Linked DNA regions of Mus musculus: regions 1, 2, 3, 4, 6 and 7 are each linked to region 5. A link is a contact called in public HiChIP or PLAC-seq, capture Hi-C and promoter capture Hi-C data. All regions are on one chromosome and are shown on one strand. The core of a region is the stretch at or near the end of the contact, and the rest is flanking DNA. Distances in the headings are between cores, read along the strand shown. Region 1 holds the start of Phgdh (3-phosphoglycerate dehydrogenase). Region 2 holds the start of Zfp697 (zinc finger protein 697). Region 3 holds the start of Hmgcs2 (3-hydroxy-3-methylglutaryl-Coenzyme A synthase 2). Region 4 has its middle 21 kb from the start of Reg4. Region 5 holds the start of Sec22b (SEC22 homolog B, vesicle trafficking protein). Region 6 holds the start of Reg4 (regenerating islet-derived family, member 4). Region 7 has its middle 3.9 kb from the start of Gm40104.

Region 1 (3,660 bases), core at 955-3,454, 440 kb before region 5:
GAGCCAGTTCCAGGACAGTCAAAGCTATGTAGAAAGACAATGTCTTTTTTTTAAATTTTTATTTATTTATGTATTTGTGTGTGTATGTATGTATGTATGTATGTATGTATGTATTATATGTAAGTACACTGTAGCTGTCCTCAGATACTCCAGAAGAGGGCATCAGATTTCATTAAGGATGGTTGTGTGGTTGCTGGGATTTGAACTCAGGACCTTCGGAAGAGCAGTCGGCACTCTTAACCACTGAGCCATCTCACCAGCCCGACAATGTCTTTTTTAAAAAAAGAAGAAGAAAGCATGATACTAGAATGTGTCCAGTAGCACATTAGATCTTACGTAATTGAGTTCTCAATGAGGATAGGTAGGGTGTGTTCATGAACACTGATGCCATAGCCAATAAGAATGTACAGGAACCCAGAAAAGTCTACTCAGTGAAGAAGGGTGGGGTCACTGTAATCCCCTGTGTGGGGCTTCTCTCTTTGACCTGGGGCCAGGTTGTAAGGTCATAGGCACATCAATGAAGTCTCTCCTAACAGGCCAGAGATCTTCACCAGGGCTGCCAACCCCAGCTCAAGGGCTCACAGACAACAGGAAATCATCTCTTGTTTTATTGTTCTAGACAAAATCTCTGGTAGCCTAGGATAGCCTGGAATCAATTTTGATTCGGCTCTGATCTCCCTGGAAATCTACGTCCCAAGTGCTGAGATCACAGACGGGTGTCATCGTGCGGGATTGGCACGGGGATTTTTCTCCATTAAAGTTTCAATTCCAGGGTTCTCCACAGTGTCTCAAAGGATACCCGCCACCTGACATGTCAGCTGACTGGCTTAGAGTGAAGGGGTGCAGGGCACACTAATCCCCAAGATGTCTTTCTTATCTCATCCCCACATCGGACACTTCCCTACTGTCAGGCTCACGTTACGGAGAAGAAAGCAAAAGCCTGGAGAGATACTTTCAGAGTCCGTTTCTTCTTCTTCTTCTTCTTCTTCCTCTTCTTCTTCTTCTTTTTGTTTGTTTGTTTAAGAAGCTGGAAATCAACCCCCGCTGGATCATTGATATTCTACCCGAAAAATTATCTGCTTTACTTCTCACTGTGCAGGTTTGGGGCTCACCACTGGTCTCCAAATAGAAAATTAAGTCGGCTGCTCTCCTCCGGTCCCTATGAACCCTGTTACTGTTACTCTTATCCGGAGAGCCAAGGGCATCCGAGCTGGCCTGCTGTGGCTGCTGAAGTCTCTCTTTTCCCAAGGGGCTGGGCCAGAGAAGGGAAAGGAAGGAAAGTCTAGAGGAAAGGGCAGAACTACTTCCCCAGTTCTTCCAAGAAGGCCAGGGTTCCTGTTTTGTGGATGGAGGTAACAGCACAGGCAGAGGACTTGTCAGTACATAGTTCTGAAAGAGACTCTCTTACTTACATTTGATGTTAAGATTGTGAGGTATAATAGTAAGGGGTGTTATTTATATAATATAATCAAGGCTGAATTTACCTAACAGATTTAATCCCTTCTAAAAAAAAAAAAAGTAATCATCTAACTTCTAAAGACTAAAACCACTACCACCCTTGTACTTCTCTCCCCCTCCCTGACTCCCATCTGGGGCTGACCTGGAACTCCTGGGTTCAAGTGGTCCTCCAGCCTCATTCATGGCCCTTACTGTATCTAGATTTAATCTTAAAGTCTTTTGGGGGGTAAGGAATAAGAAGCCCTTGCCTTTCCCAGACTTGTCTCTCATCTCCCACTGGGATTGGTGGAAGGCAAGAACCAACTCTTATGTACACACACACACACACACACACACCTTGTTCCTTAATCTCCTAACGGTGTGTGTGTGTGTGTGTGTGTGTGTGTGTGTGTGTGTGTGTGTGCGTTGCTGAGAATCGAACCCGTGGCCTTACTCAGTCTAATTATGCTCAACTAGGAGTTATAAATACCCAGCCAATAAATGGTCTTTAAGAGGAAAGAAGTTACTATGAGATTTAATTCCCTCGTGGAGACAGCGTATTTCTGTTTATTTCCAATATAAATCAGCCTGCTGGCATAAATCGTGCGTGTTAAAGCTCACCCGGGGCAGGTAAGGGCTTCACTGCTGGAAGTGTAGTCTGTGTAGGATTTAAAAAAAAAAAAAAAAATGTGTGGGAGGCTCTGCCCGGGGAGGCGGAGTCAGCAGAGTTTAAGCATTTCTGACCAATCAAAAGGAGACTGTTGGCGCGAGGAGGGGGAGGATAAAGGGGGAGCGGGAGATCGAGAACCCTGCCCAGTCACCGGAGCCAGCCCTGCTTGCAGTTTCCTGAACTAAGTGCTTCTGCCCACCCACAGCAACTGATTCTAAGGCCTGACTCTAGCAATGGCCTTCGCAAATCTGCGCAAAGTACTCATCAGTGACAGCCTGGACCCCTGCTGCCGGAAGATCCTGCAAGATGGAGGGCTGCAGGTGGTGGAGAAGCAGAACTTGAGCAAGGAGGAGCTGATAGCTGAACTCCAGGTAAGGCGAGCCGGACACAAGCGTAATCACCGGGCATCTTTATGGCCAAACCCGCTGACCCCAGTGGTTCCAGGGCTGTCCTCCCCTATCTTATCAGTTGGTCCCGGGGCCTCCGGAGATTCGGGACCAGCAGTGGGAGGGAGGAAAAGCAGAGAGGAACGAATGGCCTGGAGGTGCAGAATGCAAACTTTTTGTGCTTTTTGCTACCGCGTGTTTCTTGCCGGCGCTGCAAAGTGCAGCTGCTCCATCTGGTCCTGCGGGATGCCAGAACCTCTCTCGAATGCCAGAACCTCTCTGGAGCTTTCGTGCCTGGCGACCCAGGCTGCGAGCTCCCGGCTCGGGGTGCTACACGCACACCATCCCTGCTCAGTGCAGACTCCTGGGGTGGGGGCAGGGGGCGCGGGGCGCTGGCTCTGCTCCTGCGGGTCCCGTGGCATTTGTGGCAGCGGACTCGCACCGCCTTTTGTCTGATGCAAGACCTTGGCGCTCTTTCCCCCGCCCCGGGGAGCGCTCGCAGGATTCCGGGCGGCCCGGGGGTGCAGCCGGAGCCCCGCGCCGCCCACGCGGCCGCCGCCGGGAGTCAACCTCCACCATTGGCTTCATTGCCGATCAGGCCCGACTTCACTACATCAGAATCCTGTTCCAAGCGCAGTTGGGACAGGTTACTTCTACGAAGTCTTCGGAGCAAACCTCTAATCGTTATAAAACTTAAAAGTCTTTCACTTATTTGAAAAGCTTGTGTAAATCGGGTGACTTTGTTCAGACGTAAGGAAGGGGTTTCTGCTTTGTGAGCACTTCAGTTCCTGCCCTTCCTGTAGATCTAATCCATCCAGGTATGCTGTCTCGTCCCAGCTGTACTGCCCCACCCCCAAAGTTCCACGTGCTCGCTTAGGGCCTGCAGCCAGGAGGAATGTACCAGTCTTCCTGCTCAGGCTGAGGCCTCAAACCGCAGAGACCAAGCGGGGTTGTTCTTGCAACCCTGGAAACTCTCTGAGCTCGCTTGTCTATTTCTCCCAAGACCCTTCCCCGCCCCCAATCCCTTTTCCTCTACCGAGCTAATAGCCACGTGCCCAGCAGCCCTTATTCGCAGACTTTTTCTAGGCCTGGTCTTTAAGAAGCTTGAAAGAGCTAGGTGGAGATGGCACATACCTTTAATTCCAGCACTCAGGAGGCAGAGGCAGG
Region 2 (3,745 bases), core at 573-3,072, 480 kb before region 5:
CAATTTAGCTGCGCCCTTTGAGTTTTCTGACTTCTTGTCACTCACTCCTTAATTCCAGTAGGTTTTGAATGCCATCATGTTTTTTTTTTTTTCTCCTGAGTGACCTGGAAGGCAGCTTGACTTTCACTGTATGGTCTTGGTTCAATCTCAGGTCATTGTCTCTTGGACTGTCAATTTCTCCCCTAAAGATCCTACCTCCTCCAAGCACAGCCAGTGTGTACAACCGGGAACTTTTTCCGATGCAGACACTCTTTCTTCATTTTATCTAACATTGGCTGCCTGTACAATTCCAGTTAGTTCATTCCAACTTAGTTCACATGTCTTATCTAACAGTGCCAGTGAAAAGCCTTCCACCCCCTACAAGCCATTAATCCAGGGTCCAAAGCATCCTTTTCCCCCCCGTGCACCTGAAATAATCCGCCTACTACTCAAGAGGAATTCCTTTGGTTTTAAAGTACATTATACATTAAGTAATCACCATATGTTTCCTTAAGAGAAGGGATGCACACTTGTATACACATAGAAGATCAGAAAGGCATCAGAGGCAGGTGAATTAATTCCCTTATGGGAGTCACACTCCGGTTGTGTTTAAACTTGCCCATTTGTCCATAGCAGCTCACAAAGACCACCAACTCGCTAGCTATTGCCACATTTACCACAACGGTCTCTTGGGAAGAGACCCACTATATGGGAATGCTGACAGCCAACGGAGCCTGACTCAACAGGCAGGATTACAGCACTAAATTAAATTATGCCTCATACTCATGTGGGGGGTGGCTGATTCACTGCGGGGGGGGGATGGGGGCGTGGTTAAGAAAATAAAGGTTAAATCAGAGGAAGTCCCAGAGGAAGTCTTAAAGTCCCGTTCTAGAGACCTGCTATTGTGTGCTCTGGCTGTAAGGTACATCCAGGGTCTCTGTCTCACTGTTCCTCTTCACCATCCCTCATGCTAACATATGCCTCACCCCAGGCCACCTGAGCCTCAATAAGCTCTCTGGCCGCAGGCTCCAGCTCTGTCCACCACCTGCCCATGATCAGCCAACGTGGATATTTGTGGTTGGGGATTCTAGCAAAACCAGACAACGACCCCTCCTGAGCCACGCGCGGCTGGCTAGCTCAGCCTTCCTTTCGCAGGTCCTCATTGTACCTTTCTCCCAGTCCGATCGCAGCCCCCAGGTGGCAATCCGAATCGGTCAGACAGATGGGAGGAGCAGGTAACAGACACGTTTCACAAGGGCCAAAATGAACCTGCTGACCTTCGCAAAGTCCCCGCCTTCATCCCCTTCCTCACAGTGGGGCTGGGGGCACTGACTTAGTAGGCAAAGGGAGCACGATCTAAGCTGATGCACCGATGCACACAAAGCCTTTCACCTTCTGCTTGTCTTGCAAGCTCCTCCCTGGGCTTGGTCTCCCAGGGTCTCTGATGCCCCCTTCGGTGGTCTGTGGGACGGTCCGACTTGCTCTGGCAGCGCAGTCTCAGCCTCCTCCTCCCCTCCCCTCGCCACAGAGACCAAAGGGAGCTCAACCCAGCTATAGGACACGAAGGGTCCCCTTCTGTCCTTGGTTCCTGAGCCCACGGGGTGGCGGACCACAGTCCAGTGTGCGAAGGACAGCTTCGCGCGGCAGCTCAGCCACAGCACACATCCCAGCCCCTAGATGATCAGCTCAGGTTCCCAGCTCCCTATCCGCGAAGCCGGCGCGCCCAGCCGCAGCAGCGCTCCTACCTGTGATGCGCCGGGCAGCTCTGAGCGCACTGCCCAAGCCTGGCGCCCGGTGCTGAGGCTATGCAACCGCGGGCTGGCACTCGGGCTGGCTGCCCACTACCTCCTCGCTGGGGCTTCCTGTGGGGCTGGACAAAGGACATTTCCTGGGAGGAGCAGGGAATGTTCCCAGCATGCCTCGATTTGTAGTTCACCGAGACTTCCTGCCACCGCAGCAACAACGGGGGCTCTACTCAGACCCCAGGACTGGAGGAGAGGACCCTGTCGGGCTGTAGTAGCTCGGAGCCGATGGCCGACCCGCCGCCGCTTGGTAGAGTCGCGATCCTGCAGACGCATGCTGCCCTCACACGCTTGCTGCCCTGGGCGCGCAGTGCGAGCGGCCTTTTCTTTAGAAGTGAACTTTGTGATATGCTCTCTTTACGTCGGCTTCCCCCACCCCACCCCACCCCACCCCACCCCCGCTTCTTCTTCTAATAGATGGTCTTCCATAAGGTGAGGCTGGGGGAGGCGAGCATACTCTGACACTCAGCCTAGCCTGGGACTCACCTAGACAACTCACCGCGATTCTTCTTCCTACTCTTCAGGTGTATACCAACCCGAGTTTGTTGTTTTGCTTTGTTTCTGTTGTGCGCTAATCTACCTTAAAGCCCCCTGCATGCGTGGCCAGTGCTCTGTCCATCTACCAACTTTTTCACCTCCCAGGTTCTCTAGCTCAGTGTTTCTCAACCTGTCTGTCACGACCCCTTGTGGATCAAATGGTCTTCTCGCAGAAGTGGCCTAAGACCATCAGAAAACACAGATATTTATCAACATTACAGTTGATAAACAGTAACAAAATTATAAAGTAGCAATGAAAATAATGGTTAGGAGTCACCACAACATGAAGGGTCGCAGCATTAGGAAGGTTGAGAACCACAACTCTATGCAGTCAGGACTCTGGCTGTGGCCTGTTTAAGAAAAACATTTGGCTGCTCTTCTGGTATCCAGGCTCCTTAAAGATCTTAGCACTTTTGCCCTAAAAACCATGCAGAGCTGATCATTCCTAGATCCTGGCCTGGTGACATCCCTTTTCTCCACTGTTGGCCTCTGCCCAGGCTTCTTTTTAAGAGAAGTAATTGAGAGATAAAAAATAAACTTCATGAATTACATATGTGAGAGCCTAAATGACAAGCCGGATGGTGGAGCACACCTTTAATCCCAGCACCCAGGAGGCAGAAGCAGATAGATCTCTGTGAGTTATAGGCCAGCCTGGTCTGCAGAGGGAGGTCTAGGACAGCCAGGGCTAAACAGGAAAATTTTGTCTTGAAAGCAAAAAGCAAACACACAAAAACTAAATGACTAAAAGCTGAGCTGAGTCATTTTACCAAAGGATGGCAGGAAGGGTATAGTAAGTCAATCAAGGAAAGGATGGGTCCTAAGATTTTCTAGAATACTTGAAAAATAATCTGGCAATAGCCCCGTGTAGTGACACCGCCCAGAAGGCTGGGGCAGGAGGGTATGGAGTTCAAAGTTAATATGGGTTATCTAGCAAGACTCTGGCCACAGGTAATACCTGCATGCATACACAATCAGAAAGTCACAATTTGAGTTTCCATTTGTCAACTCCCATTTCAACTCAGAAGAAGTAGGGACCTTTAAGAGAGGGCCTTAGTCTGTGTTTAAGAACAGAGTATCTAAGAATGCTATCATCGTTCTTCTAGAGTCCTTTCGCCATGGGATAAATGGCTGGTTTAATTCAAGGTGCAGAACTGATGAGGAGCAAGTGGATAGTACTGTTTACTTCGCAGACGTCCTTGTTGATCTGTTGGCTATCCATCTGAATTAGTTGCACAAAGTATTTTAGCTTCATGTTTGTAGCCTTGGAACATTCAGGTGAAAAGCTCCCCATTTCCCCTAGATGGAACTCATGGATGTTTGTCAAATCACATAGCCTCATCATGCTCAGTGTGAGAAGGCGCTGGGCCTGCCTGCGGCACTCAAAATTGTCTACTCTGCCTCCATGAAGCTATTTTCTCTCCTTCCTC
Region 3 (3,696 bases), core at 614-3,113, 380 kb before region 5:
TATGGTTGGGGGTCAGCACAACATGAGGACCTGTACTGAAGGGTCACAGCATCGGGAAGGTTGAGAGCCACTGCTTGAGAGCAAAGGTGACCTATAAAGAACATTAGTAGTTCAGGCAACGAGACAGGAAACGTGAATAAGAATTCCAGGGCACAAACCAAAGAAGTCAGAATGTTGATGAGGGTGGAGGCTTGCCTCTTGGGTAGTGGCCTACTGTTGCGTAGGGAAGGTTTGTGCCAGGCATGGTGGTACATACCACTACTGGGATTATCCCCAGTGTTCTGGTGGCAAAGACTAGTGGATCTTAATGAGCTCAAGGCCAACCTGGTCAACATCGTAAGTTCTAGATCAGTCAAGACTACATAAAGAAAGCCAGGCGGTGGTGGCACACGCCTTTAATCCCAGCACTTGGGAGGCAGAGGCAGGTGATTTCTGAGTTCGAGGCCAGCCTGGTCTACAAAGTGAGTTCCAGGACAGCCAGGGCTACACAGAGAAACCCTGTCAAAAAAACAAAACAAAACAAAAAACAAACAAACAAACAAAAACCTACATAGAGACCTTGTCTTAAAAGGGGGGGACGGGACTGAGAAATGGTCACCCTGTCTGGCCCTGAAATAAGTAAACCCCATAACTTCCTCGCAAATAGAAAAGAAGCAAGCTAAAGTCTAAGCTGGAACATTCAAATAAAACGCAGTGGTTTTGCAAGGGTGGGGAAGTGGATGTCAGTGGCGCTAAAAGCAAATCAGGAGGTTTAAGGGCACTGCTCCTTTCCCCTCCACACCTATACCCAGGCTCCAGCAGGGCGGGACAAGGGAGGGCACCATAGCAAAGAGGTTCCCTAAAAACTCAGTACTCATGGGTATAAGTGGAAAGGAAGCCCTGGGACTCTGAGCTCAGTGGACAAAGAGCAAAAGAGAAAACACCCAAGTAGCTGGGAGCCTGAAGCACAAAGCCCAGATGTGTCCCATCAACTCTGAGCAACCACAGTTACTTGGACGAGACTGAAGGGTGTTTACAAAGAAAGAAGGCATGTTTGTTTTTCTTTCACAAGTACATGTATCCACCCATCCACCCCACCCCACACACACAGTGAGAAACACACACACAATTTTTATCTTTCATCTCACAAAACCGAAGCACGGAGAAACACTGCTTCGTCTCTTTGGTCCATACTGGATCTTGCCACAGTGAACGACAGCAAGCAGTTAAACCACAACTGCAGCTGCAGGATCCTGAGGTCTGCTGCCCCCTGTGGCCGGCAGAGGAAAGGCTGCTGCTTTTCCTAAACAAAGTGCATCAGAGGCTTAGGCTGGGAGTCCTGTGCGTCCTGTCCCCTTGGATCAGTTTACGACAATAAAAATACATCTTGCATATCAGATATTTACATTATGATTCATAATAGCAGCAAAATTAGTTATGAGGCAGAAATAAAAATAATTTTATGGTTGCGGGGGTCACCACAACCTGAGGAACTGTATTAAGGGTTGCAGCATTAGGAAGGCTGAGGACCTCTGGCTTAGACACTTCCAGCTCAACAGTTAACAGGTGCTGTCTAGAAATGAGGCTAACTTGTTTATAACTGAGTACAACCTCGCCAGCTTTTGACTGAGGTTCTAGTGAGTCCTCCAACAAGCCCCGCGTTTTACTGGTCCCCACGGTGCTTGTCTGGGAGTGATCTATGTAGACCCTCTGAGCAGGCCACTCACCTCTGCTGGGCTGCTGAGAGCAGGTGAGCAGGTGTGAGCGAAGTTTCCTGCATCGCTCTCTTCACTTGCAGGACCCGCCTCGCTGGAGCCAAAAGCCGCTGCATCTCTAAGGTATCAACAGAAAGCCAGCAGTCCACAGCCCTTGGGAGAGATGCCCAACGATTCTGGGTTGGGCTTTATAAGACTCCAGGCTCTGGAAGCCCCGCCTCCGCTTATCGAGGCCCCTGCCTGCTTGGGGAAAAACTGGGCCAAAGGTCTCAGAACAAGTCAAAGGAAAACATCATGTCTAACATGTACATAGCTGCACTGTTCCTGGCTGGTATCTAGCTGGCTGGCTCTGAGACTTCATTGTTGGCCTTATTTTTGCCTAACCATGCAAGCTTGCATGCTCCTTCTAACACATCCAACAATCAGCAGTCACCCAACTCGTCTCTGCAGCCTCCTGATTCCTCTGCTGAGTGGCTCACCATCTGTTCCTAACCCCTAACCACTTTATGCAGTCAGATGTTATTCTTACCATTTCTATAAGAAGCAGCTTTCAAAACCAAAGAGTAATCCCCCCTCCACCTCCATTTCTTCTTAAATACCCCAGGCTAGCCTTGAACTTGAAATCAGTCTTCCTCCCTCAGCCTCCATGAGCACTGTGATTACTGGTATAACCTTTTAATACCAGCTCTTCAAGCAGTTGAGAGTAGGTGTTGACGCACATCTGACGGGCTGGCTGGCTTTGGTCTGTGGAGCTGGTTGTTTTCCTCTTATCTTTATTGTCCGTCATTATGCTTACACAGAGCTTCACAGAGCTTCCAAGAGGGACGCAGCAGATGCTGCTAGAGAGGTTCAGAATCCCTCAAAAGGAGACTGTCTTGAAGTTCAGGCTTTCCTAGGAAGGAGAAGTTTATTACAAGTTGGATTTTAGAGACAGGGAGGACAGAGTCCTCAAAGACCCATGTCTACAAAGCTGCAGAGTGGGGATCCCCCAGCATCTTTTGACTCCGGACTGTGCATGTAATTGTGCTCCTATGAGTGTGCACCTGTGGCTGTGTGCATGCAGCCATGCTCCCACTTGAGCACACCTGTGGCTGCCAGGGGCTAGCATCAATACCATCCTTTAGCACTCTCAATCTTAGTCTTAAAATGATGTGTGTCTCTCCCTCTGAACCTGGAGCTTGCCTATTGGGGTGGCCAAAAGGGCTCCTAGGATCTTCCTGCCTCTGCGGTTCCAGAGCTGGGGTACGGGTATGTGCTTTTACACAGGTATGGGGTTCCAAACTCAGGCTCCACACTTTCACTTTACCCACTGAGCCACCCATCCAGATCCTCTACTACTTCTTAAGACAAAAGTCTTAAAGATGAGTCTCTATCTCATGCTCCTCATGTAGAAAGTCCCTATGTCTCACTCACACAGCAGTTGAAGCAGTTAACCCTGATATCTAATGCAACTCTATGAAAGAGTCTCAAGAACCAGGATAGCTCTTGGTTTATTTATTTCCCAGAAGCCAGAAGCTCCACCTATTTCCCCTAAATCCGGAGGCTCCCTGGTCCCCTCTCCACTTTATGTCTCTGTCTCCATACTGTTGAATCCCCATGAGACTGCAGCTTAGGCCATGCCTACCTGCAACAGCCTCTTTGTGGCAAGGCCCCTACTGAGAGCATCTGTGGCTCTCCAAGCCCTTAACAGACTCCCCCTGGGATATAGTTTCCAGGAGAATAACAAGGGCTGTTTTCAATTCCACAAAGAAGTTTATAGAACTCGCAGACTCAAGGACATGAGTGGCAACACCCCCTTCAGCTAGATGCGCCCCTCCTCCTCCTTACTGCCTCCACATTGTCAGTCAGGCTCAAACATTTCTCTGGCCCTCTCCCCACATTCATCTTGACACTCATCTCTTCTAACTCAGTCTCCACCTATTGCTCCTGCTCTTCCACTGAGCCTTCTGCAGAGTTCTGTCATCAAGAGAATTCTTTATTGTCGTCTTTCCTCTGAAAGTCC
Region 4 (3,957 bases), core at 983-3,482, 340 kb before region 5:
GGTCCGTGACTCAACAACGAATGATACCCCGGACTCAAATAGTATGTAAATGCAAAGAGTGTTTTATTCTGCAGAAGTCCAGCATGCTGAGGTCTCCCATTACCAGAATAGAGAGACACCCAAGTGAGCTTGCAGGCCTGATTTAAAGCACATTAGGAAGAGTTTTACAGAGAGAGGTTAAAGAGGCACAGGTTGAAGACATAGGTTGAAGACAGAATGAGCCAGGCAATTGGAACAAATTGCCAGAGTTAGTTTGAAGCCAAGCAGAGCAATTCAGGAGAGGCCTAGAGAGTTTAAGCAAGGTTGAATCAGTCAGCTTGGAGAGGAGTTTGAGCCAGAAGAGCTGAATTGAATCAGCCAGCCAGAATTGAAAAAGAACTAGGAAGGGGTGAGCTTACTCAACCGCAAGTCTTAGAGGCTGAAAAAAGTCTAGGCCTAGATAAGATTGTACAGAGGCTAGACGCTTCCAGGAGCGGGCCCAGGTTAGCAGAATGAGGCACTAAGTCTCCAGACAACAATTACAACAGGAGAATAACAGTTAATTTTACATGCTTTGTTTGGGTACTGGAGTACAGAGGGGACACCATGCATCCACAATGCATTTGACTGAGTGAGGAATTATTTTCCTAATCTTTCCTCCTTATTCCACTTGGGATGTTTACTTGCTATTTATTTATTTAATCATTGTTTTGTTTTGCTTTTGCTTTTTTTAAAGATTTATTTATTTATTTATTATATGTAGGTACACTGTCAGACACACCAGAAGAGGGTGTCAGATTTCATTACAGATGGTTGTGAGCCACCATGTGGTTGCTGGGATTTGAACTCAGGACTTCTGGAAGAGCAGTCAGTGCTCTTAACCGCTGAGCCATCTCTCCAGCCCTTGCTTTTGCTTTTTGAGGCAGGGTCTCACACTGCTGCTCTGGCTTGCCTGGAACCTGCAATGTAGATCAAACAGGTACCAAATTCATAGAGACCTTCTTACCTCTGCCTCCTTAGTGCCAGGATCAAAAGTGGGCACCACCACACACAGATATTTTTTGTACATATATTAATATCTTTTACTATTGTAACACCTACTCATAAGCGTGTGAGGATTCCATTTTGATTAGTAATGTACACAACAATAAAGATGTATGCTATGTCTTTATCGCACTTTTCTGCGTTACTCAGTTCTAGACCTATTCATTGTTTAATTCTAAACTCAGGATAGTCGGGTGAGCGCACAGTGAAACCAACAAACTAGACCACTCCACGGGTGGGAAGAAGGTTTATTGTAAATCTGAAACTTCTGCAGGGCTATCTCTCTGTGGTAGAGGATAGCCAGAGGCATTTGGAGGAGTCCAAAGCAGCCATGGCTGCCTCTCAGGGACATGGAAGGTAGCAAAAAGGCAAGGGAGAAACCTGCCAGTTATAAAGAGAGCAGGAAGCCACAGGGAGGGACGTGTGTCAGAACAGCTTGGGCGATGGCATGGGGCTTTGAGTATGTGCTAATAGAGAACCAGATGCTCCATTTGTCAGAGGTAGGGGGAAGATGAGGGAAGTGACTCTTCCTGGCAGGCAGAGACTGGTTCCACAGGCTCCTGAGGAATGCTGAATATACCAGTAATCCTCCTGTTTCAGTGGTACTTAGAGGCTTGGAGTTTGGGACAGAACAGGTAGGGAGATGGTTGGATTGATAGAGTGCTTGCTACTCAAACATTAGGACCTGAGTTCAGATCCCAGGGCATGGCCGTGTAGTCCCAGCACCCAGGAGACAGAATCAGAGGAACTGTTAAAGCTTATTGGCCAGGCTCTCTACCCTAATTGGCAAGCTCTAGGCTCAGTGGAGACCCTGCATCGGAAAATAAGGTGATTGAAGATGGTCTCTGACATTGACCTCTGGCCTCCACACAAGCATACACACGGACCCATTGACCTCTGGCCTCCACACAAGCATACACACGGACACACTTACAAAACAAATAAATACAATGTAACATTTAAAAATATCGATATGGAACAACCAGTCAGTAGGACATTTGCTATTCTCTAATGACGTATTCCAGAACCAAAAGAGGCTCTAATTCTAATCCACTTACAAATTAAACTTCTGCTGCAGATTCCTTTTTGTCTAAACTTTGTCCCTAAGTCTACGTTTCCAGCTGTCTTCATGGGGCCCACAGGCTGCAGGACAGGATATTGATCTTAGTCATAAACTCTACTATTGAGGCCTGTTTACACACCTGTATTTGTCTGTCCCCTGACTGCAAACAGCCTGGTCTGCCCTCCAGCAGGACACACGACCCGTCACTACTGTGTACATCCTTCTATTTTTATTTTCACTGTTATTTTGTTGTAGCCGTCCCAGTGACCTCAGAGGCTGACCCCGACTTAGGGAACTACATGATCCAAATACAAGTTGAACAAAAGAGTGAGTTGTTCATTCTAGGGTTATCAGCTAGTCCCCATGGACAAAGGTCAGCAGACCTACTTTGTCTGGCTTATACTTAGTTGAAAGAAATGAATTTGAATGCTAAAGTCCTTATTGCCCTGCATCGAATCACTGCACTTAGCCACATTGAACTTGACCTTGACGCGTTAGTTCAAGGGTCTCATTGTATAAAGAATTGAAGTCTGGAAGACAAGCACACATTGAATTAACAAATGGTTAAAATGTCAATGAGAGTTGGGCAGAGGCTGTGTGCTCTAGAAGCTAAGAGCAAAAGGCTAGTGGCATAGGAAAGGCTCCTGGGAAAGGGAGTCATCTCATCAGAAATCGTCAACAGAAGAGAGAGTTCTGGGAAGATGGCTTGGTGGTTGAGAGCGCAGACTGTTCAACTCTCCCTCAACAACACCCTAGTCAACCTGCTTACAACTGCCGGTTACTCTTGCTCCAGAGGATCTGACACCCTCTTCTGGATTTTGCAAGCTTCTGCAGCAACATGTGCACAGACATATATAGAGAGATCATTGAAAGAAAGAAAGAAAGAAAGAAAGAAAGAAAGAAAGAAAGAAAGAAAGAAAGAAAGAAAGAGAGAGAGAGAAAGAGAGAGAGAGGAAGGAAGAGAGAGAAAGAAAGAAAGAAAGAAAGAAAGAAAGAAAGAAAGAAAGAAAGAAAGAAAGAAAAAGAGAGAGAGGAAGGGAGAGAAAGAAAGAGAGAGAGAGAGAGAGAGAGAGAGAGAGAGAGAGAGAGAGAATGAAGACCTAGAGACCTTCCTGCCTCCATCCCACACAGCCACACAGCTTATGCAGGCAGGAGACACACAGAGGCCTGCCTGTCACTTTGCCACACAGTGCAGGTGAGTGCAAGACACCTAGAGGCTTACCAGCTCCATGGACTACCCGCAATGGAGCCACACTACAATGTGCAAGTATGTGTTGGACAGAAGGGAGAGAGAGAAACGGAACAGTTTGAGCACTGTGAAGAGGTGGAACTGCTGAGGAGTGGGGAGGGATAGCCTGTTATGAGTGGCCTGCCCTGCCTCCGGAGGCCATGATGACACCCCAGCCCATGCTGCTGCTGCTGCTACTGCACGTTAGGGTTCATAGCCATGCAACAACAGAGGTCTGTGTTGATGTCTGTGACTCGTATTACCACTAAAGGCCATGCAGACTTCCAGGCAGCCACCTGGAACCATGTAGATGTCCAAGAACTGTGCAGAGCTGGCCCCACCTCTCACTGGCTGCCAAACTCTAGAGAGCAGGCCCTGCACCTTGCCTGGGCAGCACAGTAGAACTGGCCCTGGTTTGCACGTGTTGGGAGTGAGGGGTGAGCCTACCCAAGGTCATGAGCGTGGGAAATGAAGTGATGTGGGTTCAGGGGTGATGTTCTCCCCGTGCCTTGCCCCTTGCCACCTGCAGGAGGGAAAGCTAGCCCTGTCCCTCACCAACTGCAGCAGTCAGGAGAGTGGGCCCCCACACCGCAACTGGGCAGCACAGTAGAGCTGGCTCTAGTGGCGTAGGTGCAGGTGAGCT
Region 5 (4,199 bases), core at 923-3,422:
AGAAAGAGTAGGAAAGGGACAAGATTATCAGTTAGCAAGTCTGGGATTTCAAAGAGAAGGTTGTTTCTCTACCTGTCCTAAGCCTAAATTACTAGGTAAGCAGTCAACACTGTATAAAACACTGTCTATATTATATGTGAATGTTACTCTCCTTCCTGTCTTAGCTGAATACCAGTCATCTTCAGTAATAAGGCAGTTAAGAGCTTACACAGGGGCTGGCTCCTAGTAAATATCTAAAAATAACTCAAGTTGTATCAGTACAAATAGTTAAAAGTATATGCATTACTTTGGCTTAGACAATTAGAGTACTTAATATACGACTATTTGGTCAAGATAATCTATGTCTTAAATGCAATTTCTGAGTTTGGTGTGGTGGTCTACACCTGTAACTCTAGCATTCAAAAGGCTAAGACAGTGGGGTCAGTTCAAGGCAAGCTCTATCTAGAAATTGTCCCAATTTTCTAAAAAAAAAAGTTATTTCTCCATTAGTAAGAAGTGACTACGTGGTTGAAAAGTCTTAAACAAGACAGTACAGAATAATGATTAGGAACGAAGGTTCTGGTCTAGAGCCAAACTGATACTGATTTTAAAAACAATAGCTTACTTAATAAAATACTGATTACTGAAACTGGCAATTCTCAACCAGGCCTGATTTTGTCCCTAAAGGAACTTTTGCTACTGCCGTCTGGAAGTAGAGGCCAAGGATAGACGCCCTACAAGGCACAGGACAGTCTCTCCCAACAAAGTATCAACCAGCTCCAAATGGGAACAGTCCCTGATAAAAACAGACCAACCCCCAAAGCAAAGCAAAGCACCATACCAGCACCAGCACCACCAACAACCCTGGGCACATTCCATTACCCTACTTGTTAGCAGTGTGACTTTAAGCCTAAGAGCCCCTGTGAAGGGCAATAAGAGCACACACTCTGACATGGGTGGTATGAGGAGGGCCAGAGAAATAGCACCCCTAGCACTCTCAGGACAGTGCTGTTCTATATGAGGCTGTGTGTGACGTTCTGTCTACTATCATGATGGTAAAACAAGAGTCTGAGACCGATGCTTCTGCAGACATTGAAGGTTCAGAAAGGCTTATTATTTAAAATCAAAATTAATAAAGGGAAATGATAAATCACAACCAGAAAAACAAAACAAAACACTTCTGTGGAGAACTTCTCATCAATGAAACAAACCAATATTGGCAGACCAATATCAAATAAATACCAAGTTTAAAATTAAGAAAGAATCCATGAATTTTTTTCAGAAAAATTTCAAAGCAGAGAGTAGGGGCCCACTGATATTGAGTAGCATTTCAGACCCACTTTGGTCCCTCTCCTCCATTAGACTTCAGTGCAACTGATCAGATTCTGCCCATCTCTACCCCACTGATACCCCTCACGGGGAAAATATTTTTCAAAGGAAGTGTTCTCTAAGACTCCCAGCCCCCAATCTCCTTTGTCCGGATCATATTCTTGGGCTCATCTGAATAATATACTTTATGAGAGCAGGAGAAAATCAGGCATAGCCGTGAAAGTAGGCACTTTACTGAACCTTGACAACTTTGTAAGTGGCAATATTACCTCATCCTCTATCAAAATATGTCATCGAGCTAGGTCAAGGATCAAGAGCTACAGGAAAGCGAGGTGAAGAAACCAAGGGTTGGTCTTCCCCAGATATATTAGTCAGCAGCCTTAACAGCAGCCCAAAAGAAAAGTCCTAAATTCTAAGAAGGTCCCTAAAAAGTCATCACAAACTGGGTGATCAAATTAAACCTGGATAAGCTTTCTCCGGGGCTTCTGTGTAGAGAGGAACAGTTACCACCATAACTCTAACTCCTTCCACAAGGATTTCTTCTCACAGGTAGTCTTTTCACGAGCAAACGGTAAAAGAGCTCTCGAGAAGAGGGGGAAGGAGTCTGTGAGGTCGCTAGGGTCTCACTAGCCGGGAGCAGGGCGAGCTCGGGGCTCCGGCAGCAGCTTACCTGCTCGTCCTCCTGCATCGAGGCGGCCAGCGGAAGGCCGTCCGCCACACGGGCGATCATCGTCAGCAGCACCATCTTCCCTGGCTACGGAGACCAGGCCGCCTCAGTCACTGTCCCTTCTTCTCCGGCGGCGGCCAGTTACACCTCCGGCTGAGGTCCCCAACAGCTAGCCGCTGGCGTCTCCGCTTCCCGCTGAGGTGGCCGGAAACGACTTCAGAGCTTTCCACTACCGGTCCTTTCAATTGGCTTCCCACCGAGAACCACAACCACCGGGAACTTTAGTTCCGCAGTCATTCCTCCGACCAAGTCCCGCCCACATTTGTGAATTTTTGTTTCCACTAAGTGGTGTCTCTGCAAGAGGAGTGGCGCTCAAGCTTAGTAGGGCTTGAAAGGTGACTGAGAGCGAACTTTTTAGACGAATGGAGTATGAAGCAACTGTAAAGCTATGTATTTTCAGATTTTTTTTACAGAGCATTTTATGTATAATATTTTATAATCTGTGTATGTCTCAGCAGAGATTCGTTTCTTGAGGGTTTTTCTGGCCTGGGTGTTTATACTGTCACAAAGTTCTTAAACAGTTTGTGGTAAGAGATTGGCAAATAGGAGCTGGAGAGACCGCCCCAGGGATCAAGAACTCTGGCTGTTCTTTCAGAGGACCGGAGTTCAACTCAGCACCCGCATGCTGGTTTACAACCATCAGTAACTCCAGTTCCAGGGGAATCTGACACCTTCTTCTGGCCTCTCCAACCTTTCCATGCACGTGCTGCACAGGCAGGAGCGGAAGTAAGCCACCCCCACACATGAAACTTTTAAAAAGAGATCAGCAATATTTAGTATTATATATATTTATTCATATATATATGTATATATATGCATATATTAATAAATGAAGAAGTACAGGGGGATCACATACATCATTAGCCTCCCCAAATCTAGGTTCTTGGCTGCCTCTATCATGGTATAGAAAGGGGAATCTTACCAGGCTTTCCAGTAATTTGGTTTTCACTTGCTTTTGAAGCAACCTCTAGATAATCACCGTTAAGGAAGAGTTCTCATCTCTCTCTTCTTTGGTGTCCTCATCAATGAGATAGGGATATTCTTGGCCTCAAGAGGGTTTTTGTAAATATTAAATGAGAAGAACGTGGAGGTACAGGGGTTTTGTAAACTTAGAAAAGGAAGGAAGGAAGGAAGGGAGGGAGGGAGGGAGGGAGAGAGAGAGAGAGAGAGAGAGAGAGAGAGAGAGAGAGAGAGAAAGAAAGGAAGAAAGAAAGAAAGGAATTATACAAATATACTTATTACATTAGTAATAACTATTCTTTGCTAAATACTTAGTGTCTTATGATTATCTGAACATTTAACTAAACAACTCTGTGAAATTTGTTAGCTGAAGGCTCTCACTTTATACTTGGGGAAGACTGCAAAGATTTTTCCAAGCAGGTCATGTAGTTAGAAGTGATGTAAACAGGCTTTGAGCTCAAGTTCAGCTCTAGCTACTGATTAATAAGCATTCTCTCATATTATCTCTCCTCTTTCATATATAATTCCCCCCTCCAGACAGTGTCTTGCTATGCAGCTCTGGTTGGCCTAGAACTCACCTATGCTGGCCTTGTATTTACAATCACATCCTCCCTTGCTTGCCACAGCTCACACCTGTCATTTGGCAACCTGAGCCAATGTGGAGTGGAAATCAATTTTGGAGTGTATAATGCCTTATTTGGTAGAATCATAATACATTTAGAATAGTCTACAGATACCACGATCTTTAACTTCTTTCTTCCACTCAACAAAGATATGTCTTCTACCATGATCTCAAATGATTGTCCTTGATCCGATAGAATAATTTTAGTAATAGGGGATAATGGCATAAATATTGGCAATAAGGCTACACCATGTGGGTCCGGGGAACAGAGAGAGCAAAGCATAGAATGTAGAGAGACTCTCTTGTGGAAGCATCACCTGCCAATAAAATACTGTTGGCTGTTGGCTGAGGCAGGAAATAGGAGTTCCAGTGGGGAGAGAGATTTCTAGGATAAAATGAGGTGAGGGAAGAGATTTGCCTGAATGCTGATGTAGAGATAATTAACCACGTGGCAGAACTTAGACTAGAATAAGTGGGCTGATTGACCTATGAGCTAACAGAAGTTAGCCAAAGCTTTTGGCCTGGGCAGTATTTATGAATAATTATTCATAGATAATTTTAGTCTCAGTGTCGTTATTTCAG
Region 6 (3,790 bases), core at 1,214-3,713, 320 kb before region 5:
GTCAAAATACTGTCAGGTAGATTAGCATTTTACAATGAAGATAATCTCAAGTTTAATGTAGGGATTGCAGACATTGTGGAATTTTATTTTTCCCTGCAAGCCCTCTGGACCAATGCCAGAGTCCTAAGGACAGGGGCAGAAGTGTTGAGCAGTTCCTGAACTACCCAGAGTTCCCGAGTTGTCTCCAGGACAGTCAGCAGAGGGCGACCTGGGCACGTTTTCTCACAGGGGATACTAGGCCTCCTCAAGTCCAGTAAATGAAAGAAAGGGATTCCAACACTGGGATTTTTTTTTTTTTTTTTTAATGTTGAAGGTAAACAGATGGCTCCAATACAGTTACAGATAAGAAAGCATTGGGTTTAGAGGGACTGGGAGTCATTAGCTCATGTCACCAGCTCTGACTCTTAAACCTTGGTTACATCACTTAAAACAAAGAAAAGGAAAAAAAAAAAGAATCTTTGCTGGTCTCCTCTTTCATTATCAAAAAACTTATAAGTCATTAAAACATCAACACAGACCAGGAGATAAGAAGTGATTCATCTCCCAGAGACAAGCAGTTTGGGCAAGAGCCTGCAGAGCCTAGAGTCACCCTGCCTGGTACCAAGCCGGCTACAAAGAACGTTCTTGCAGCCAGGCTCTTTGCCTGCTTTCTCTTCTGTTTGGTGTGAACCCACGTGTTCTGCTGCGTTTGCAGAGGAAGGCCGCTGTCTCCTGGCAGGCTTGCCTGCTCACTCCTTCGTGGGAACTCAAGACTGCTGCCCTCCTACTCCATGATGCTAAAGTTTGTCAGAAAGTGCTTTTTACTCAGTTTGGTATTTAAAAAGACATTTTTGCCCCTATTTAAAAGCTACCAACAAAATGGAGCATAAGTGATATAATTTTTATCTACTTGTAAATTATATAAATAAAAATGATACACTTTTTAACATTTCGTTTGTGATTTATCAGTTCATAGCTTCGTACATTTTTCTACATGTTGGATTTTTTCTTTTTGATGATTTGTGAGACTGCTTTTTGTATATTTATACCTCCTAGTGAAGTTACTAACAGTGTATCTCAGTTCATATTTTCTCTCATTTATGATTTTTTTTCCACTCTGAAGGGGGACAAACAACAGCTGTAGGGGTTCAACATGACACCCAAAAGCTCCACTTCTGTTTGCTTCCTCGAAGTAGTCCCTGCCCCTTTGCCAAGTGCTGAGCTCTGGGCCTCGCTGGATCTCTTCACAGAAGTCATGTTCAGGTTTTTAAAATGCCTTTGTCCTATGCATGCTCTCCTTTATAATCTTTGGAATTTCTATGAGAAACATTAACCACCACTGTGGTATTAGGTTAGTGTAGTCACCCACACACCCTTCCATTCTTAATTATGCTTTCCTACAATTCTAAGCAATAGTTGTTTTCAAAAAACAAAACAAACAAAAAATCTCCAAAAAACAAAACTATGATAAATGAAGAATTCATTGAGTTCTTATTTAACAATGCTTTATGATAAAAGAATAATAATAAAATATCAAATAATTGATGGCTTAGGAGGGCCGATGTAACTAAAATGGAGACTTCTGGAAACTCTAATCTGCAGCCCTGTGAGCACTTTGGTCTGACATTCACAGAGGGGGCACCCCTTCTTTTTCTTTGCTTTTTTATTGTTTTTTAAATTATCATATGAACCTTGACTTATTTATTTATTTATTTTTGCTGAGGAGTTCTTTCAAATGTACCCTGGGATTTCAAAGTCCTTTGAAATGCCAATGGCGCGGCTCAACTATAGGCCTGACTGACTGGAGGAAGGAGGTCCGCATTTCTTCCCTTACTCTGAATGAGTCTTAAACATCTGGTGAGGCCCTAACATCTCGTTTGACCTCCACAATCAGACTGCACTGACAAGTGTCAGTAACAGAACCGCTTTAGGGTCAAACAAACTGACATCCATTGAGAGAGATTCTTCTGTGACGGTCCCTAAGTTTCACAGCGACCAGTTTCACACCACCACGGAACCCACTACTGCTGGACGCCAAAGCCAACTAACTCTCTTTCAACAGAGCAGCAAGAAAACACAGAACCCAGGGCTAAGCAAAGGGCTCAGAAGGTAAAGGGGCTTGCTGTGCAAGCCGGATGACTTACCTGAGTTCCATCCCTGGGACCCACGTGAAGATGAGCTCACAGTGCTCACAGTGCACTGACTCCACAAAGCTCGCCACGCACGCACGCACGCATGCACGCAAGGGTGCATCCCCGCACATCCATTAATAATGATGATTTTGTAAAAATTAACAATTTAAATCAAACATTACTGTAACAAACTCCCCAGCAGGAGCGATGACGCTGTGATTTGTCGTTTCTGACCCACTGGGTAGCTAGCAGAGAATAACAGGCGTTCACAGAAAGCCCCCTGTCCCTGCTACGGCGAAGATTACCTGATTGGAAGCAACACTCCGAGAACCCTGCCTTCTTCAGCTTGAGTGGGCCTACGTTAGAGTCCTGCAGCTCTTATACCTTCTTGTCTCAAGATGTAATCTGTTGAAGTCATGAAGCAATAGTGTTTACCAATAATTAACCTTATCTATAGTTAAAAAAAAAAAAAGCTGTTCAGGTGATAACTTTAAAATGGACACACATTGAGCTTTGTTAAAGCAAGAGCAGGACCCCTCCCTGTGAGCAAACAAAATCTTCTTTCATGTCCACGTTATTAAAATCCACAGTATCCTGTAGTCGGCAAACTGCCGTTTGCTGTCCATCTCTTCCCTTAATGGAGCCTGGTTCTGCTCTTCCTCTCGTTTTTATCTCTTCGTGTTGTAGATGACCTAACGTCCTTCCCTCTCTGGAACGACGTTAGATTTCTATCCTTGCAGAAAAGACTTGACTTTGGGTCACACCTGATGACCAAACAGGACTCTTGTCCCCAAAGTGCTCATTCCCACCTCCCAGCCTGCACCAAGGTCCTTGGAACCCTTCCGGTTGTCTTTATCCTATGGAACTGAAGGTACAGAAGTCATGTTTTAACACAGGCAAATGTGTCCAAGTAGCTTACACTGATAGAATAGTTAACAGCAAATTCTTTCTTAGACCATCAAACAAGATGCTAACCAAAGCCCTGTGGGCAACCTAGGGCAGGCTTCTCCCATGCACAGTTAAGAAGCCCACCGACTAGACCAGGAACACCTGGCTGCTCTTCCAGAGACCTGGATCAGTGCTTAGCACCCACACCAGGTAGCTCACAACCATCTGTAACTCTAGCTCCAGAGGATCTGACACCTCTGGTTCCCACAAGTCATCTGTGCTCAACTGCACCCACACATAGACACACATACCTACACATAATAAAAACCTCGGGGAAAAAGCCTTAACAAAAGAAAATAAAAGAAATCCAATTCCAAGACAGCAGTGACCTGCCTGGTTCTCAAGGCTTGTCAGTGGTATTCAGAGAACCCTGGCCTCAGTCTAATCTAGGTTTGCTTGCTGAATTCACAACCATTTGAAAAAAACGAGCTATTTAGAAAGGACATCAAGGTTTGCTTGTCTGTGCAGAGGGTAAGGGATTGATTTGTGTTCTGGGCGTCGGACGTTGCTCATCGTACATTATAGAAATGGCTCTGTAAGGTCCCTTGTGCCTGAAGGCGGCCATGCAGATGCTTGGGTCTTACTCCGGAGAAGTGCTGTGCCTAGTGTGGTTAACAAGGGAAGTTATGGCTCCCTGCTCCAAGCCTAGTGTTGTTTTCTAGATGCTACTCTGCCTCTGTCATTGGATCTTTCCCACCTTTGTGTAAATTTATGCTAGGGCCTGAGAAACC
Region 7 (4,100 bases), core at 850-3,349, 300 kb before region 5:
CCTTGCCTTACAACATGAAAACCACTGATTTCTTTTAGCCCAATCTTTTTTTTTCACTTGCTTATTTTCAACATATCTGATATATAAACTAATTTTTAAATGTACATATTAGTGGGATGTTATATAATGGTTTGACAGACTCATTCTTCATTAAATGTCTGAATCAATCAAGTTAAACAAAAACATCTTTTTTAAAGAATAATTTTATTCACTTTTAAAAAAAGAAAACTAGGAGGAAAAGAGGAGGATAAGGAAGAAGAGGAGAAGGAGAAGGAGGATGAGAAGAAGAGGAGGGAGAGGAGGAGGAGGGAGAGGAAGAGAGGGAGAGGAGGGAGGGGAGAAGGAGAAGGAAGTGGAGGGGAGGAGAAGGAAGAGGAAGAGGAGGAAGAAGAGGAGGGAGAGGAGAAGGAAGAAGAGGAGAAGGGGGAAGAGGAGGGAGAGGAGGAGGAGGGAGAGGAGGAGAAGGAGGAGGAGGAGAATCACCCGTGGAAACAAAGCACAGCTGGGACATGGCTGAGGAAATGAGCAGATGTGTGTGGTTAATGGAGCCAATGTCTTCAGGCCACATGCCTGTGGCTCCAGCCAGACATTTCCTCTCTTGAGTCTTCTCTTAGCTCAGCATTCTCTGGGTATTCAAACTTGAGCCTGATGGCTCTGACCTCAATACTACTTGACAAGTCTAATCCATGCAATCCCTTCTTCCCGAGGATCCGCCCTGCTACCCCTCTCGTTGCTCTCGTTGCTCCAGCACTGTCCTGTGGCAGCTGAATCCTTCCATCACCTCAGCCCCTCTCCCACAGTCCCGATTCTCATCAGATCTCCTTATCACCATTTCTGTCTTTGTCTCTTTGGATCTGACTTGAGAAGGTCCAGAGACATCCTTTTCCCCATGGCATTAAGACATACACTACTGCTGAGTTGTAGAACCCAGTCTCAATGGATTTATCTACACAACACAACACACCCAAGGCTAGGGAGTGTTGGAGGGGAAATCATGAAAGTGATTGGAAAGAACCTAAGAGTTGGAAGATGGAGAGAGATGCTACAACAGGACGTCTCCTGGATGTGACACGACCCTACAGCTGTGCTCACCTCACAAGAGTGGCCCCTATCAATATTTCCTCATGGATGAAAGAGGAATTCTTGAAGCCCCACCCCACTGCACCCCCCGGGAGCTAGTTTTCTTCAGTGCTATAGCCACTGAAAAGTGGTTATTTATCTGGTAATTAAATCTGTACTCAGGCTCATGCAAACAACCCCAACCAAACTCAATGGGCCAAGAACAAAATTACATTACAGTAGGAGGGGGCTGCTTGGGAAGAAAGGACTCAATGGGAGGGAGTGGGCACAGAGATAAGAGAGAGCAAGAGGGGAGAGATGACTCAATTGATTACATGTGTATAAGATTGCCAAAGAACAAACTGGAAGAGAGAAAGGAAGGAAGAAATGGAAGGAGGGGGGAGAGACAAGAAGGTAGAGAGGGAAAGAGAGAAGGAGGGAGGAAAGAAGAGAGGGAGGAAGAAAGGAGAGGGAAGAAATGGAGGGAGAGAAGGAAAGGAGGGAGAGAGAGGGAAGAAGGAAGAAAGAAATAGAGGAAGATGAGGAAGGAGAGAGAGGTGATGGGAGAGGCCACTGCAGGTTGGTATTTCCCATGGGAGTGAGGATGATGGGCTGGTAGAGGACAAACGGACAATGGCAGTTACCCTTCAGAGTGGACAAAGGTGGGGTATGTACATGGAGGAGGGACCCTGGTGGTGACTAACCCCAGGTTCTCTGGGGATGAAATTGGAGAGAAGTGCAATCATTACAAAGGCACTGGCTTTGAGACATTTCCTTCAGCTCTCTGAGTGACTCTTAGTGGAGACTTGGTTTCTGAAGAAGATAGAGCCCTGCAAAGCTATCACATGTGCGCGATGAATCTTCCTCCAGGCCTTTCCCAGAGGCATGTGGAGCTATGTCCTGGGTGACTAAATAGTTGAGACACACTCAGCCCTTGCAGGACTTTCGAGGTTCTGGCTCCGAGTAAGGCAGACATGTGGGTCTCTGAGGTAGCCATGGAAACACACCACTGGCATCTCCAGCCCTAGGAAGTCAACCGGACAAGCCAACAACTGCTGTGCTCTGGACCCAGCATTCCCGGTATTTGCTTAAAGGGCTGGTGCTACAGCTCAGCAGCACATTGTTTGTTTAGCCTGTGCAGGGCCCTGAATTCAACCCCCATCGCTGTTAGGAAAACAAGACGGAATAAAACAAAACACAAAGTTGCTCATCTGACATTTTCCCAGGTTCTGTACTGGCACAGGAGGAAAGCCTCATTAATTCTCCCCACAGGCACCACACTGAGTTATACAGAGGCCATCTTCCTGTTCAAGCTCTGACTTTTCTTTCTCCACAGTTTGTTTTCTTTCTGACTGCCAATGCGTTTATACAAAAGAAGAGAACCAGCCCTTGTAGTTCTAAGAGTCTGTCTTTCCCTGAACCCCCTGGTATGATACAGTGACCACAAATCCACAGTGTGAATCGCCTAGTTTTCTGTTGCTGCATACAGAAGCACCACAAATTGCAGAGGTTTAAAGCAATACCAGTTTGCTCTCCCACAGTTCCCACAGGTCAAAAGGTCAGGCCTGAGTTAGCTGGGTCTTCTGACCCAGGAATTTCAAGCTGAAAGCAGGCATCGGGCAAACTGTGTTTCCTTCTGATGACTCTGGGGAAGGAGTCACTCCCAGTCTTTTTAAGTTGTCAAGTGAGTTTAATCCCTGCAACTGTGGCACTGAGATGGCTCTGTCTGTCTGTCTGTCTGTCTGTCTATCTGTCTGTCTGCAGTGGGCTTCTTTCAACTCCTCCTGGCCTCTGACTTTTTGCTACATGCATGGCTTCTCTGTGCCACCAAAATTCCTCTCTGCTTTATGTTTTTCTCCAGGAAAAGCTCTGTCTCTCTTCAGAGGTATTTCCACGAGGTCCATTGATTTGAAATCCTAATCAGCATCATGAAATCTTGTTTTATATGAAATTTAGAATGACTCCAGGTATGAGATCTCATTGCTGGCTCTGTCCCAACTCAAGGACATTATATAAGGTTAAAGATTATTAGGGATCATCTTAGGGTATTTCCTATGACAATGGTATGAAGATATAGAGGTTGGAGAGATGGCTCAGTAGTTAAGAATACTTGCTGTTCTTCTAGAGGACCGAGGTTCATATCCCAGCACCCACCTCGGGTGGCTCACGGCAGTCTGCAACTCCAGCTCTAAGAGATCTGATCCCTCTGTCCGACATGAGCACTTTTGCTCACATGCGCATACAACATGCAGGCACATAAACCTACATATAATTAAAACTAATACAAATAAAAAACCCTACTTCAAGTTTAAACAATGAAGGGCGACAAATCTCTGCTCTTTCAGAATAAATAATACCAAATTAATCCTCCTTCCATAAACAATTATAACATTTTCAGATAATGGAGGAAACTCTACCAGCGCTAAGTTTCTGAGGGAAACAGAAGTTATGAGGGAAGTGGCCCCCAGCCTAATTCTTTCCTGGACAATTATAGGACGATTATAGGCTCAGGATCACAAGATCAAATTTTCAGCTCAAAGGAGATTTAGGGATAAGGAGCAAAGACAGGAGATGGAGGACAAGGAAGAAAGGAAGGAACAAAGGAGAGGGGAGAAAGGGGGCAGGGGAGGAAGAGAAGGGGTGTTTGTTCTGGAATGGGACAAAGGAATGGCTTCAGATAAAGACAGACATGGCCCACAGGTAAATCCCAGTTTATAAAGGTAAAATGAAAAAACTCTAGGTTAGGATGGGTTGTTTAATGTTGATTGGGCGAACCAAAGTGGGATTTTTGTTTGCTGGATTTCAATGCTTTGATATTTGGTAGTCAGCCTCAGGTGGAGGAAGTGGCCAAATAAGAGAGTGGACCTTGACAGCTAGCTTTAGGAAAGTAATCAGACAGGTTTTTTGTTTTTTGGTTTTTTTTTTTTTTTAGCAAGGCAGAGGGAATGGGAGAAGGGCAAGGCCCACCTGAGCCATGCTTGAGCTGGCCAGAGTCCGTTGACTGTGTATCATCAACAGCACAATGAACTGTAGTTCAAGTT

Evidence for each region. Promoter capture Hi-C pulls out the DNA fragments that hold promoters and counts their contacts. HiChIP or PLAC-seq counts read pairs in DNA pulled down with a chosen protein or histone mark. Capture Hi-C pulls out chosen DNA fragments and counts their contacts.
Region 1: a contact with region 5 is called in a promoter capture Hi-C map of pre-B cells, with 8 times the contacts expected there. The contact joins the promoter of Phgdh here to the promoter of Sec22b in region 5. A contact is called at or near these places in 22 of 39 promoter capture datasets (the 3T3-L1 cell line, 3T3-L1-derived adipocytes, the C10 cell line and 14 more), 7 of 484 Hi-C or Micro-C datasets (the C10 cell line, the C2C12 cell line, group 2 innate lymphoid cells and 3 more), 22 of 115 datasets of contacts at active chromatin or transcription factors (the 230-238 cell line, DN3 thymocytes, the NIH/3T3 cell line and 13 more) and 4 of 9 other capture datasets (adipose tissue, embryonic stem cells, liver and 1 more).
Region 2: a capture Hi-C map of macrophages shows a contact between it and region 5, with 6 times the contacts expected there. The contact joins the promoter of Zfp697 here to the promoter of Sec22b in region 5. A contact is called at or near these places in 18 of 39 promoter capture datasets (the 3T3-L1 cell line, the C10 cell line, the HPC-7 cell line and 11 more), 1 of 15 datasets of contacts at CTCF or cohesin (the NIH/3T3 cell line), 9 of 115 datasets of contacts at active chromatin or transcription factors (astrocytes, cardiomyocytes, embryonic forebrain and 3 more) and 2 of 9 other capture datasets (adipose tissue and macrophages).
Region 3: a promoter capture Hi-C map of embryonic stem cells shows a contact between it and region 5, with 3 times the contacts expected there. The contact joins the promoter of Hmgcs2 here to the promoter of Sec22b in region 5. A contact is called at or near these places in 20 of 39 promoter capture datasets (the 3T3-L1 cell line, the C10 cell line, the HPC-7 cell line and 13 more), 2 of 15 datasets of contacts at CTCF or cohesin (the NIH/3T3 cell line and stem cell-derived epiblast-like cells), 15 of 115 datasets of contacts at active chromatin or transcription factors (the SCID.adh cell line, T-cell acute lymphoblastic leukemia, bone marrow-derived macrophages and 7 more) and 3 of 9 other capture datasets (adipose tissue, liver and macrophages).
Region 4: a promoter capture Hi-C map of liver shows a contact between it and region 5. The contact joins the enhancer-like site here to the promoter of Sec22b in region 5. A contact is called at or near these places in 12 of 39 promoter capture datasets (3T3-L1-derived adipocytes, the C10 cell line, the HPC-7 cell line and 9 more), 1 of 484 Hi-C or Micro-C datasets (bone marrow-derived macrophages), 9 of 115 datasets of contacts at active chromatin or transcription factors (the 230-238 cell line, bone marrow-derived macrophages, craniofacial prominence and 4 more) and 3 of 9 other capture datasets (adipose tissue, liver and macrophages).
Region 6: a promoter capture Hi-C map of the HPC-7 cell line shows a contact between it and region 5. The contact joins the promoter of Reg4 here to the promoter of Sec22b in region 5. A contact is called at or near these places in 25 of 39 promoter capture datasets (the 3T3-L1 cell line, 3T3-L1-derived adipocytes, the C10 cell line and 17 more), 7 of 15 datasets of contacts at CTCF or cohesin (CD8 T cells, the NIH/3T3 cell line, embryonic stem cells and 3 more), 24 of 484 Hi-C or Micro-C datasets (B cells, the G1E-ER4 cell line, the HL-1 cell line and 17 more), 23 of 115 datasets of contacts at active chromatin or transcription factors (the 230-238 cell line, the NIH/3T3 cell line, the SCID.adh cell line and 13 more) and 4 of 9 other capture datasets (adipose tissue, liver, macrophages and 1 more).
Region 7: an H3K4me3 HiChIP or PLAC-seq map of stem cell-derived neural progenitor cells shows a contact between it and region 5, with 25 read pairs. The contact joins the enhancer-like site here to the promoter of Sec22b in region 5. A contact is called at or near these places in 9 of 39 promoter capture datasets (the C10 cell line, the HPC-7 cell line, cranial neural crest and 6 more), 1 of 15 datasets of contacts at CTCF or cohesin (the NIH/3T3 cell line), 1 of 484 Hi-C or Micro-C datasets (bone marrow-derived macrophages), 9 of 115 datasets of contacts at active chromatin or transcription factors (the SCID.adh cell line, bone marrow-derived macrophages, embryonic hindbrain and 4 more) and 1 of 9 other capture datasets (adipose tissue).

The regions. Positions count from the first base shown.
Region 1 is chr3:98,338,513-98,342,172 of GRCm38.p6, reverse strand. It overlaps Phgdh (3-phosphoglycerate dehydrogenase), which reads left to right and starts at 2,204. Exons shown (of 12, transcript NM_016966.3): 1 at 2,204-2,478. The coding sequence starts at 2,341.
Region 2 is chr3:98,380,558-98,384,302 of GRCm38.p6, reverse strand. It overlaps Zfp697 (zinc finger protein 697), which reads right to left and starts at 1,822. Exons shown (of 3, transcript NM_172863.4): 1 at 1,725-1,822. It also overlaps a transcript of Gm52610 not described here.
Region 3 is chr3:98,278,598-98,282,293 of GRCm38.p6, reverse strand. It overlaps Hmgcs2 (3-hydroxy-3-methylglutaryl-Coenzyme A synthase 2), which reads right to left and starts at 1,863. Exons shown (of 10, transcript NM_008256.4): 1 at 1,707-1,863. The coding sequence starts at 1,810.
Region 4 is chr3:98,241,151-98,245,107 of GRCm38.p6, reverse strand. No RefSeq gene overlaps it. Among named protein-coding and RNA genes, the nearest start is that of Reg4, 21 kb to the right of the region's middle. Within about 2 kb of position 2,232, at least 11 of the 459 cell types and tissues checked have an H3K27ac peak or open chromatin away from gene starts, as enhancers often do. A contact at or near this core is called in liver, where this site is marked.
Region 5 is chr3:97,899,200-97,903,398 of GRCm38.p6, reverse strand. It overlaps Sec22b (SEC22 homolog B, vesicle trafficking protein), which reads right to left and starts at 2,172. Exons shown (of 5, transcript NM_011342.4): 1 at 1,979-2,172. The coding sequence starts at 2,053.
Region 6 is chr3:98,220,829-98,224,618 of GRCm38.p6, reverse strand. Reg4 (regenerating islet-derived family, member 4) reads right to left here and starts at 2,463. Exons shown (of 6, transcript NM_026328.2): 1 at 2,417-2,463.
Region 7 is chr3:98,196,435-98,200,534 of GRCm38.p6, reverse strand. No RefSeq gene overlaps it. Among named protein-coding and RNA genes, the nearest start is that of Gm40104, 3.9 kb to the left of the region's middle. Within about 2 kb of position 2,099, at least 55 of the 459 cell types and tissues checked have an H3K27ac peak or open chromatin away from gene starts, as enhancers often do. A contact at or near this core is called in stem cell-derived neural progenitor cells, where this site is marked.